2 separate regions of the Mus musculus genome follow, and region 2 is linked to region 1. A link is a contact called in public Hi-C data. All regions are on one chromosome and are shown on one strand. Each heading gives the region's core, a stretch centred on a gene start, on an enhancer-like site or on the middle of the called end of the contact. The rest is flanking DNA. Distances are from core to core; before and after follow the strand shown. Region 1 has its middle 12 kb from the start of Vnn3. Region 2 holds the start of Taar8a (trace amine-associated receptor 8A).

Evidence for each region. A called contact is a pair of places that touch in the nucleus more often than the background predicts.
Region 2: a Hi-C map of liver shows a contact between it and region 1, with 4 times the contacts expected there. The contact joins the promoter of Taar8a here to the enhancer-like site in region 1. A contact is called at or near these places in 3 of 39 promoter capture datasets (embryonic stem cells, liver and maxillary cranial neural crest), 1 of 15 datasets of contacts at CTCF or cohesin (the NIH/3T3 cell line), 16 of 484 Hi-C or Micro-C datasets (CD4 T cells, the STO cell line, brain and 9 more), 4 of 115 datasets of contacts at active chromatin or transcription factors (bone marrow-derived dendritic cells, embryonic stem cells, extraembryonic endoderm stem cells and 1 more) and 4 of 9 other capture datasets (adipose tissue, liver, macrophages and 1 more).

Annotation. Positions count from the first base shown.
Region 1 is chr10:23,836,609-23,842,041 of GRCm38.p6, forward strand. No RefSeq gene overlaps it. Among named protein-coding and RNA genes, the nearest start is that of Vnn3, 12 kb to the right of the region's middle. Within about 2 kb of position 2,988, at least 22 of the 459 cell types and tissues checked have an H3K27ac peak or open chromatin away from gene starts, as enhancers often do. A contact at or near this core is called in differentiating embryonic stem cells and liver, where this site is marked.
Region 2 is chr10:24,074,421-24,080,464 of GRCm38.p6, forward strand. It overlaps Taar8a (trace amine-associated receptor 8A), which reads left to right and starts at 2,080. Exons shown (of 1, transcript NM_001010830.1): 1 at 2,080-3,114. The coding sequence starts at 2,080. The coding sequence ends at 3,114.

The DNA.
Region 1 (5,433 bases), core at 1,738-4,237:
AGTAGCATTGAAAAAACTGGGTGGAGATTGCTGGGGAGGGAACTGAGAAGAGTAGAAAATAGTCCACAAAGCGACCCACTGGTTTTTTAACATCTAATCTTACGTAGGGAACAGTTAGAGAACAGTTAGCTGAGTAAGACTTAAGTCTTAACTCAAAGTCCACATAGATCTGGACAGGGACCCAGTTGGATCAGTCTCCCAGCGCTGGCTGCTTGTCCTTGCCTGGGAGTCGGGAGAGAAGAAAAAGCACTTCTACATGGTTGGCTTTGAGATCTTGCCTTGCCTACACCAGTTCATTTTCAGAAAGAGAAGATGATAGAGATAGAGAGACACAGAAAGAGAGACAGAGACAGAGTTACAGAGAGACAGACAGACACACACACAAAGAGATGAAGAGAGACAGAGAGATACAAACACACCCAACATGAACCCCCCTCCCCCCACAGAGACTGGGAGAGGTAGTGGGAGAGGGAGAGGGGGAGGGGGAGGGGGAGGGAGAGCATCATCAAGGTTTTAGGAAACTAACACAATCGATAAAATGACCTTCTTTTGAAAATAGATCAGTTACCTAGAGAACAAAAAATTGTCATCTTAATAGGGCTCTCCCCTGGATAAACTATGAACCCAGATCATGGAAACAGAAGGGTTTGGGCATTTATGGAAAGGGACAAGGCAGCCTGAGGCGATGTGCTTCTCTTAGGCCTGGTGCATAGGGTCAGGTTTCACTTTCCCTGAGAACCAAACTGTAACTAATTCTTTATAGTTGTACTTACCTATTTACTTGTTCACTTATTAATTTAGTTCTTTCTCCAGCGGCCTACAGACCCCAGCCCTTTTGGTAGCATATAGTTTCTGAAGTGGCAGATTATAATATTTTATGTGATATATTTTATTTCAGTTCTGCTTACAATGACTTAAGAATGTCCCCAGTTCCAGCGAATGACAAACACTGCCCCTGCAAGCATTTACTAGTCACCTTAGAAGTTTATGGGGACAGAAAAACCAGAACGTTGCTGTGTACTGTGTGTCGTCTCTCTTGCTCACTGGTTGTAGGATGAGAGGACAGAGTGTCACTAATGTGGCCACAGATGTTGAACAATCTTACTCAACAAATCGTTAGCAGGTGGCATCTAGAAACTAGTTATGTAACTTTTGAAAGGTCTCTCGGCCTCTGAATTAAGGCCTTTCCTTACAGATTTGGCTAAGATCAAGGCTAAGATCCCATTTGTGCCTTTCTCTCTGCCCCCTCAAGCCCCATCTCCTTCCCAAGACAGGATCTCACTGCACTCGCTTAAGCTAGGCTCAAACTGGCAAACTCCCTACTCTGAGTATCTGAACGCTGGGGTTACAGGTAATTGCTACCATATTGACCTTATGCTCATCTTAGCAGTGAAAGTGGTTAAAATGTGCCAGAAAGAATTACAGCTATCCTAAGTTCATATAAAAAACAATCTAACTTAGGGCATCTGTAGCACTGAATTGTTCCATCCAAAGACTAAGGCTTAATTTTAGGCACAGATCCTATAAAACAGTGAGTCTATATAGCTGTGGTTAGTAGAGTTTCAACACTACTGAAGCTGGAAAGAACCCAGATGCCCCTCAACAGAGGAATGGATACAGGAAATGTGGTACATTTACATAATGGAGTACTACTCAGCTATTAAAAAGAATGAATTTATGAAATTCCTAGCCAAATGGATGGACCTGGAGGGCATCATCCTGAGTGAGGTAACACATTCACAAAGGAACTCACACAATATGTACTCACTGATAAGTGGATATTAGCCCAAAACCTAGGATACCCAAGATATAAGATGACTTTTTTCAAGTCACATAATTCTATGGTTTTTCTCTTTATACGCCCTGGGATAATATGGCTAAATGCTACATCTTGAATATCTCAGGTCTTGGAACACAGTTCTGGCACCAGGTACAGATGCCAGCACCTGAATAAAAGTCTCTTCTTTGTTAAATATCCTCGTGGCCAGACTGGTGAATCTCTGAATGACCTAGACCCATAGCACCCAGTCAGAATTGGAATGGGGAAGTTATAAGAGGGCTGGAGAGATCTCACATGTGTCTGAGTTAAGTCCAGGCCCAGGGGAATTTTCTCTGACTCTGCAGTCATCTGTGCTTGCACCCCTCATAAATGAGAGCAAGTTCTGCTAACAGCATTTATCTTTTTTTTTTTTTAAGATTTATTTTATTTATTATATGGAAGTACATTATAGCTGTCTTCAGACACTCCAGAAGAGGGCATCAGATCTCGTTACAGATGGTTGTGAGCCACCATGTGGTTGCTGGGAATTGAACTCTGGACCTTCGGAAGAGCAGTCAGTGCTCTTACCCACTGAGCCATCTCACCAGCCCCAGCATTTATCTTTAACACACTTTAAGACTTCAGCAGTCCAAATGAAAAGCCCCGTACAGCACCCTTGCCTTGCACTGTTCTATGCTGTAGTCTGTACTCTGAGCTGAAGCCAAGCCTAGCCTCTGACATGCAGCACCAGTGAACTTTGCTTCTAACTTAGTTTACGTAACCTTTCCTACCTTTTTGGCTTCCAAAAACTTCTGGACTTAACTTCCTTGACCATGCCAGTAGTATACCAATAACATACACATTTGGGAGGCAAGTGAATCATGAGTTCAAGGCCAGCCTGGGCTATAGTGTGGACCCTGTAAGAATAATACAAATGTGCTGGTGTAATAGGGGCAAGGCTCTTTCTTATGGGGTCTATCAATGCTTTCTCACGGAATTGAGGCCTATGGCACAGGGGGAGAATTCCTGTCTGGTACTGTAAATCATATCAAAAGCCCATTACTAGAGTTGTAATAGGCACTAATGAGAACCCTACAGCTGTTGCTTTGCCAAGTGAAAATGAAGAGCTGATCAAATTGCCTCTAAATAACTCTTTATCCCCACCCAGTGGTGCCACTTGTAACCTCCCCTCCCCAGCCTGAAACTTGTTTGCTCAGGTTTCAGTGTTAGAGAGCATCGGGCGGAGCTTGCGGCCTTATCGTCCTACTACTCCCACTGCCGCTGCCTGCCACCTAGCTGTATCACCTGTTCACCTGTAACCTTACTCCAAGATGATTTGGCGGGAATCGGGCCCCTTCCCCTCCTTCATAACTCGGTGCACGAACTAGTAAAATTGAGCTTTGATCAGAATTTTGTCTTAGCTTCATCTTTCTCTTGTCTGCCTAGCTCCCTCTTCTCTTCCAGATTCCAAGATGCCTTTCCAGAACAGAACCCAGACATGTGAGCCGCTGGCCGGACACAACAGCCACTGTCAGCTTTGGCTAGAGAAGCACCTTTCTACAGTGGGCATCAGTAATAGCGGGGACTCGTAAGTGATCAAAATGCTGAGAGTAAGTGGTTGGTGAAGTTTCCATCGAAGTGGGGGGCATCTCCATTACACTGTCCACAGCTCAGAGAAGGTGAAGAGGATACAAAAGACTGTGCACTCTTTCATTTGTTTGTTTGTTTTGAGACAACATCTTTCTAGGTAGCCCTGGCTTGTTCTGAAACTCACTCTGTAGATCAAGCTGGCCTCAGCCTCACAGGCAGATCAAGCTGCCTCTGCCTCTCTTGTGCTGGGATTAAATGTGTAAACAGTGGATGAGATTACCAGGCAGGAGATCGGACCCCTCCAGCCTGTCGTGGGAGAAATGAGACTCATGGGATCCCTTCATCTCCAGGATCCATAAGCCGTTAATGGCGGGTGGAGGAGGAAAAGACATTTATTTTCTCAATGGTGTAGCTACTGGTAATGTGCACAAGTTCCTGTAAAACAAAACAAAACAAAACAAAACAACAAAAAACAATGAAATTCACTGGGTCATATAAAAAAAAGAGGCTGGTGAGACGCTCAATGGGCTAAAGAGCCTGTACCAGACTTGACACCCCGAGTTTGATCCCCTGGACCCATATGGTGGAAGGACAGAACAGATTCCACAAAGATGTCCACTGACTTTCACATAAGCACTGTGCCACGTACCTGCACACATAGAAAAGTCACCCAGAAGTGATTAAAGCCAAAGACGTGACAGTAAATATGAGAGGAAAGTGGGTAGATGAGAAAATGAAGGGGAAGTGAAAGTGGGAGGGAGAGTAGGAGTTGGAGGAGCGATCAGATGATCACACACATGCAAGTGTGTGTGACCTGTCACAACAAAGCTCACTATGTGTAAACTATCACACACATGCAAGTGTGTGTGACATGTCACAGTGAAGCTCACTTTACAAAAGTAAAAGCAAAAGGAATAATGGAAATGAAGAGAGATCTCACAGTGAATGAGAAAGGAAGGCTTGCAGAGGGCCAACAAAAATTCTCTTCCTCCTTTAAAATTTCCCTTGCCCTCACACATGCATACTCTCACATAGAGGCATTCATATTATACATGCACACACTTACACAGAGGGATAGTTGTTTTACACTCACACACACACATTCACAGAGACAGTCATCTTACACTTAAATATACATTCACACACAGAGAGGCAATCATCTCACACACACACACACACACACTCACATACAGAGACAGTCATCTTACACTCACATACATACAGATAGACAGTCATCTTATACTCACACATACACTCACACACAGAGACAGTCATCTTACACTCACACACAGAGGCAGTCATCTTACACTCTTACACACACATACACACACACTCACATTGACTCTCTTAAACATACTCATACACATTCATACAAAGAGACACTTGTAAAAGCATACACACACACACACACACACACACACACACACACACATTTTGATGCCGTTGGGAATCAAACCAAATGTAGGGCCTCCTGCATATTAAGCAGGTTCTCTGCCACTAAGCTGTCTTCAGCTCTTCATTTACATATTTAAAAGAAGTTACATTTATTTTAGTACAAAAGTCCAAACTCCAAACTTTAAATTTCCCAACATTATAATAATCCAAACTGTTGCTGGGATTATGTATAAAATGTCATTTTAAGCCCCATAGAGGGAACAACAATATGAACTAACCAGTACCCCCAGAGCTCTCAGGGACTAAACCACCAACCAAAGAAAACACACGGAGAGACTCATGGCTCAAGCTGCAAATGTAGCAGAGGATGGCCTAGTTGGTCATCAATGGGAGGAAAAGCCCTTGGTCCTGTGAAGGTTCTATGCCCCAGTGTAGGGGAATGCCAGGCCCAGGAAGCAGGAGTGGGTGGGTTGGTGAGCAGGGGGAGGGGGAAGAAGATGGGGAAGAGGGCTTACAGAGGGGAAACCAGGGAAGGGGATAACACTTGAAATGTAAATAAAGAAAATATCCAAAAACAAAAAGAGGTTTAATCCAGAAAAAAAAGTCATTTTAAGTGACCTCTGTGTACAATCCTGGTTCCTAATACAGGAAGTAAAGGGTTTATTAAATTCTTTAGGTAAGTAAATATT
Region 2 (6,044 bases), core at 830-3,329, 240 kb after region 1:
AACTAAACTCACTTGTATAAAATTTCCAGAGGGCTTCCCTTCTGAGAGCACAGTGCCTGAAAGAGAAAATGTGGAAGCATTCAGAGAGTTACTTCATACAGCAAGTAAAATACTGAGTGAAGTTCCAGGAAGGGGAGATTCAACCAGGTGGGGGAAATCCTGTTGTTGACATGAATGAAGCAAAATCAACACTCCAGCTATTGGGATGGTCGCCCTCTCTGTGATCATGAATACGCTGAGCAAGTTTAAATCATAACTATCACTTTGGTGCACACCGATGCAATAAAGCAGCTCACGACAAACCCACCTGCAGCTTTTAATCAAGTCATCTGAAGTATGAAATCGAGGTCACTAGGGCATTAGAGGGGAGGGAGTAACATGAGCTCTGGGCTCCTGCTCTGGGCACAAGCAGCTTCCCTGTGCCTGCCCTCAGATGGCTCACTTCCCCTGAATGATCCAGGAGGAACTAGGTCACAATGGATAGTGTTAGACACCACGGGATCACTTGATATCAAAGTTCAAAGGTCCTATCACCACTTCAGTTCAGAAGTATACAAAGAGCTGTCTTTCAAAACAGTGTATTGGCCCTCCATGCCAATTCACATGGCTTTGCTTCAGAACCACCAAGGGCTCCCTGCTCACCCCAGTGCAAATCCTCAGCACAGTGTCCCTCCAACTGTTACCTCCAGCACCACAGGTCACCTAATGTTCTGACTTTTTATCAAAGTCCCACCTAAACACAGGGCATTCTCCTGCTCTTGCCTCTAGACAAAGCCAGCCAGAAGGATAATTCCAAGTGAGGAGTATGTCACCTTGAGGTCATGAAGAGGTGTATCAACCTCTGTGCTTCTTTTTGATGTGTGCAGATACAAGATGAAGTCATTGGATCTTTCCTTTAAGTGGGACATCTTTGACTAATGAAGTGTAAAAGCCCTGAATCTTTGCATGAACTACTGAATTACAGGAAACCATCACCATACTAAAGCATTCAGTGTTCTAGGTAACACTTGCCCATCCCTCCCCGTGTATCCTCAATGCAATGGATCCATGTGATCTGAAAGTTGCCTGGATGATGTTTCAGGTTTGTGTCTTTATTTTGTTGCTTCTATTTGAGTTTTGCATCTTGCCATGTGATTTGGAAATGCCACTGATCAGACAGAGAGTGTGTGTCTCAATTGAGGTGAATGTGGTATAGAGAGTCTAAAAGAGCGTGACCTATAAGACTTCCATGACTGAGCAATGGAATTATCTATTGATTTCTTTCCTCACAATCAATGTATTGCTGTAAACTAATTACAGAACATCTTTAGTATCTTTTCCCTAAACAGTTGACCACATTTTTCTTCAAAAGTTTTCAATTTACTACTCTAGAAAGAAAATAGTTTCCCTAAAACATCTGAACTTATAATAATGACTTCAATCATCGAATAAGAAATATCTATATATCAGGCTAAAAATATTAAATAGTTAAAATAATTGTCAAATACTGAACTTTTCAGAGTAGTCAAAAAATTCTTGGTTCTGGACATCAGCACTACTCGCACAAATTAGCAGTGTACAGAGAAACATAATTTATAGAACTTACTAATTATAATTAACAACAGTGATTGTGCTTTGAATATTCACACCTTACACTGTAGGGACTCCTCATGTGGAGCCTACAGCAGATGGAGTGGATTGGCTGTCTTCTGAAAACAACATAGAATTTGAAATACTATTAAAGGTGACCTTTGAATGTGCCATTATAAGTCATCATCTTTTGCAAGAAAGGAATCTACTCTCAATTACTCAGGTAATTGGATAGTTGAAAGTCAGTATTAAAATCAATTTGCCTGGGATTAACAGTGACGTTTAACATAGTTATAGGAATAATTGTGTGACCATCAATGGGAAAATTGATTTTCTGAGGTTTGATATTTCTTCATTTTTTATAATTAAAATACAAAAAGGATTTATAACCGTGGGTTATATTTAAAATTAATTCTTCAGTATGGAGTTCATTTCTTTAATTTTTATATCTCAAAATTACTGTTGTCTTCTAGCAGGACAGAAATCCCCCAAGCATCAAAAAGCAGATTCATGACCAGCAACTTTTCCCAACCAGCCCTGCAGCTCTGCTATGAGAACACGAATGGATCCTGTATTAAAACTCCCTATTCTCCAGGGCCCCGGGTCATCCTGTACATGGTCTATGGCTTTGGGGCTGTGCTGGCAGTGTGTGGGAACCTCCTGGTGGTGATTTCAGTTCTCCATTTCAAGCAGCTGCACTCTCCAGCCAATTTTCTCATCGCCTCTCTGGCCAGTGCTGACTTCTTGGTGGGCATCTCTGTGATGCCCTTCAGCATGGTCAGGTCCATTGAGAGCTGCTGGTACTTTGGAGATGCATTTTGTAGCCTTCACAGTTGTTGTGATGTGGCTTTTTGTTACTCTTCTGTCCTCCACCTCTGCTTCATCTCAGTGGACAGGTACATCGCTGTCACGGACCCTCTGGTCTATCCCACCAAGTTCACAGTGTCTGTGTCTGGAATTTGCATCAGCATCTCCTGGATTCTGCCCCTGGTGTACAGCAGTGCAGTGTTTTACACAGGCATCAGTGCTAAGGGGATTGAAAGCTTAGTAAGTGCTCTAAATTGTGTAGGGGGCTGCCAAATTGTTATCAATCAAGACTTTGTTTTGATAAGTTTTCTTCTATTCTTCATACCTACCCTTGTTATGATCATTCTTTACAGCAAAATATTTTTGGTAGCCAAACAGCAAGCTGTAAAAATTGAAACTTCTGTAAGTGGCAACAGAGGTGAATCATCCTCAGAGAGTCACAAAGCCAGAGTGGCCAAGAGAGAGAGGAAGGCTGCAAAAACCTTGGGGGTCACTGTGGTGGCTTTTATGGTCTCGTGGCTCCCATACACAATTGACGCATTGGTTGATGCTTTCATGGGCTTCATCACTCCTGCCTATGTCTATGAAATCTGTTGCTGGGGTACCTATTATAACTCAGCCATGAACCCTTTGATTTATGCTTTCTTTTTTCCTTGGTTTAAGAAAGCCATAAAGCTTATTTTAAGTGGGGAAATTCTAAAGGGACATTCATCAACTGCAAATTTATTTTCAGAGTAAGCATTAATACAAAATTCAGAAAATTCCTTAAGGTATAAAATTATGAAATGGTGACAGAACTAAATCTAATAAATGACCTTTATGAAGCTAGAAAAATACAGCATAAAAACATTAGTCAGGAGGAATGTCTTGTCAAAGTTAAAACATTAAGCTGTCATTGACATTATTATTTTATTGCATGACAAACATGGCTTTTATGTCACCAATGTCTTTGAACATGCACTTGCATTGTTTCAGTGCATTGAATTTTTTAAAGATTTATTATTATTATTTTTTGTATGTAAGCATACTGTTGCTTTCTTCAGACACATCAGAAGAGGGCACCATATCCCACTAGAGATTGTTGTCAGCTGGGAATTGATCTCAGAACCTCTGGAAGAGCAGTTAGTGTTCTCAACCGCTGAGCCATCTCTCTAGCCCCAGTGAATTGCATTTTAGATCTCATTTGTGGGTGTGAAATCTCTAAGGAAGCGATCTTTCTTCCTTTGCTGTCTGCAGTGCAGTATTACGTTTCTATAGTTCAGGACAAAACACCATAAACCTGCTTGTTTCACTGTCGTACAACAATGCAGCGTCTCAAAGCTGAGTGCTGCAAAGCTCAAGGTCAAGCCTTGGCAGAGCTGATTTCTTTGGAGGGAGTCTATCCCCAGCTTGCAGAAGGCTCTTGCTCCTTGTCTGTGTTCTTACCTCTTCTTACAGGGTTATCAGTCACATTGGATTAAGATGTGTCCTCTGTTGCCCATTTAACTCTTTTGCCTCTTAAAAAATGGGGCACAGGGGGAGCATGCACAGTGTCTTAGGACTGGTATTTTAGATTTAGTGACAGACACTGCCCTGAGAGTGGAAAAATTCTACACTAAAAGGTAGAACTAAGGGAGAGAAAACAAGAGTCAAGTAAAGTAAAGGTTCAGGTGTGGTGTGGAAGCTGAATAGGGTGTCACTTGGGAGAAGGACGAGTATTAGCAAGAAACAATGGAAGGCAGTGTAGAGGAGGGAATAAACTAAAATAAAGTATAGTGGTTGTGCAAAGCCATGTAATACAATAATAAAATGCCATAATAAAATGAGTAACTTTGTATGTTAACCTAAAATTTCTTAATGAAACATTGTATCTATAAATATGTGCAGTTACCATCTGTCAATTAAAAACTGAGGATGTTTTGTAGGGAGGTACACTAATCTTTGAGTTCCTACCCCCACTCGTTTCTTCTGTGTATGATGAGGTAGCTATCAGCACATACGTAGAGGAAGAGCTAGAACCATCCTCTTTAGAGCCAAGTTGACAGTAGGGTCTAATATTACCCAACATTATTGCAACATTTGAATATTGTTTTAGAAATACTAGTTAATAATAATGAAATCAGAGGAAAAGTAGATATTGTAATTCAAAATTGGGGACTTAAACTATCATTATTTTGAGATGTGATGGCTGAGAATAGATTTATTTAAATTTACGTCTTACCATTAAGGACTGTTCCCACACCCTGATCAGTCTTTTCATGGAGCAGATTAAATACCTCTCTTTCACACATAGAATTATTTGGTTTTGATGAGATATGGAAGCACTTAACCACTTTAGGTTATGTTACAGATAACACTTTACAGAATTTCCTTTCTATGTTTGTTAAAAGTTCCATCCCTGGGCATCTTGTTCTATTGATGGTTGAATGCATTATGCATGCCAATATTTCAAGTGAGAGCATTAAGAAAATCTGAGGTAAGCATTTTAAACAAACTCAGTAAACCAACAAACAGAATATATCAGAGAGGTTCATAGGCAGTAAGAAATTATTCACAGTTCACTGAGGGAAAATAGAAGAGGCAAATTTAAATTTTAGAGTGACTTTTTCTTTTCACCAGATATTGTCCAGTTCCAGAAGAAATACTTGAGACCAGGAGGAGTCCAGCATGGCTTTGCCAGTCTCATCAGGCAGTAAGAAAGTGTTACTTTTTTTTTTTTTTTAAATGTCCCAACCAGAAAGAGGAGCCCACACCTCATGCGCACAGCCAGTGTTTCTAGGAAAACCTTGGACCACAGTATTTCCTGAATGTAAGGGCAGGCCTTTCATTCAAATTGTCTCAGGGTTTATGGTGGAGAGGACAGTGGGGAAAAACTGCTGGGTCTCTTAGTGATGTGCCAGAAGCAAGTAGGTTTGTCTCTGGGAAAGATCATATCTGCCGAGTGCTTTAAAGTATATAAAAATGGTATAGGGAAAGTTTCAACCTCGATAAAAAGTAATCAGGAATAAACAGAAGGAATGGGTAATTTTAAAAATGTAGGAATTCATGTTGTTCTTTTATAATAGCTAAATTGAATCCCGTTGATAATCTTAATACAGCTAAGCTGAGAGAATTTAATGAAATAATAATCAAATTTGGAAAGTTCAGAAAATAATTATAAGCTGTTCTTTATTTTTATTGAAAATAGATTTTTTTCATACAATGTATTTTAATCACAGCTTCCCCTCCCTCTATCCTGCCTCCCTACCTTCCCTCCCATTCATATCCACCCCCTTTCTGTCTCTCATTAGAAAACAAGCTGATGTATGAAGGATAATATTAAAATAAAATAGAAGTGATAACATAAAACAAAAATCAAATCAGAATAGTACAAATCCAGAAAAAGAAGAAGAGACCAGGGGAAGGCCCAACAAGCACCTAGATGCTGAGACCCACCGTTCTCACACTTAGGAATCCCACAAAAACACAAAACCAGAAGCTATAATGTTTGTACAAAGGACCTGTAAGTGGGGTGTAGAGAAGCCCTACATGATTTTGTAAGACAAGGAACCTCCAAAGACGGCTTTGAGTTTGTCTTCGGTGGCCATCTACTGCCATCTACTGCTGGGCTTGTGGCCTACACTTAAGAGTAGTTTGTTTCCCCAGAGAGACTCCCTTGGAGAAAACTAAATTTTCATTTGCAAGTGGTT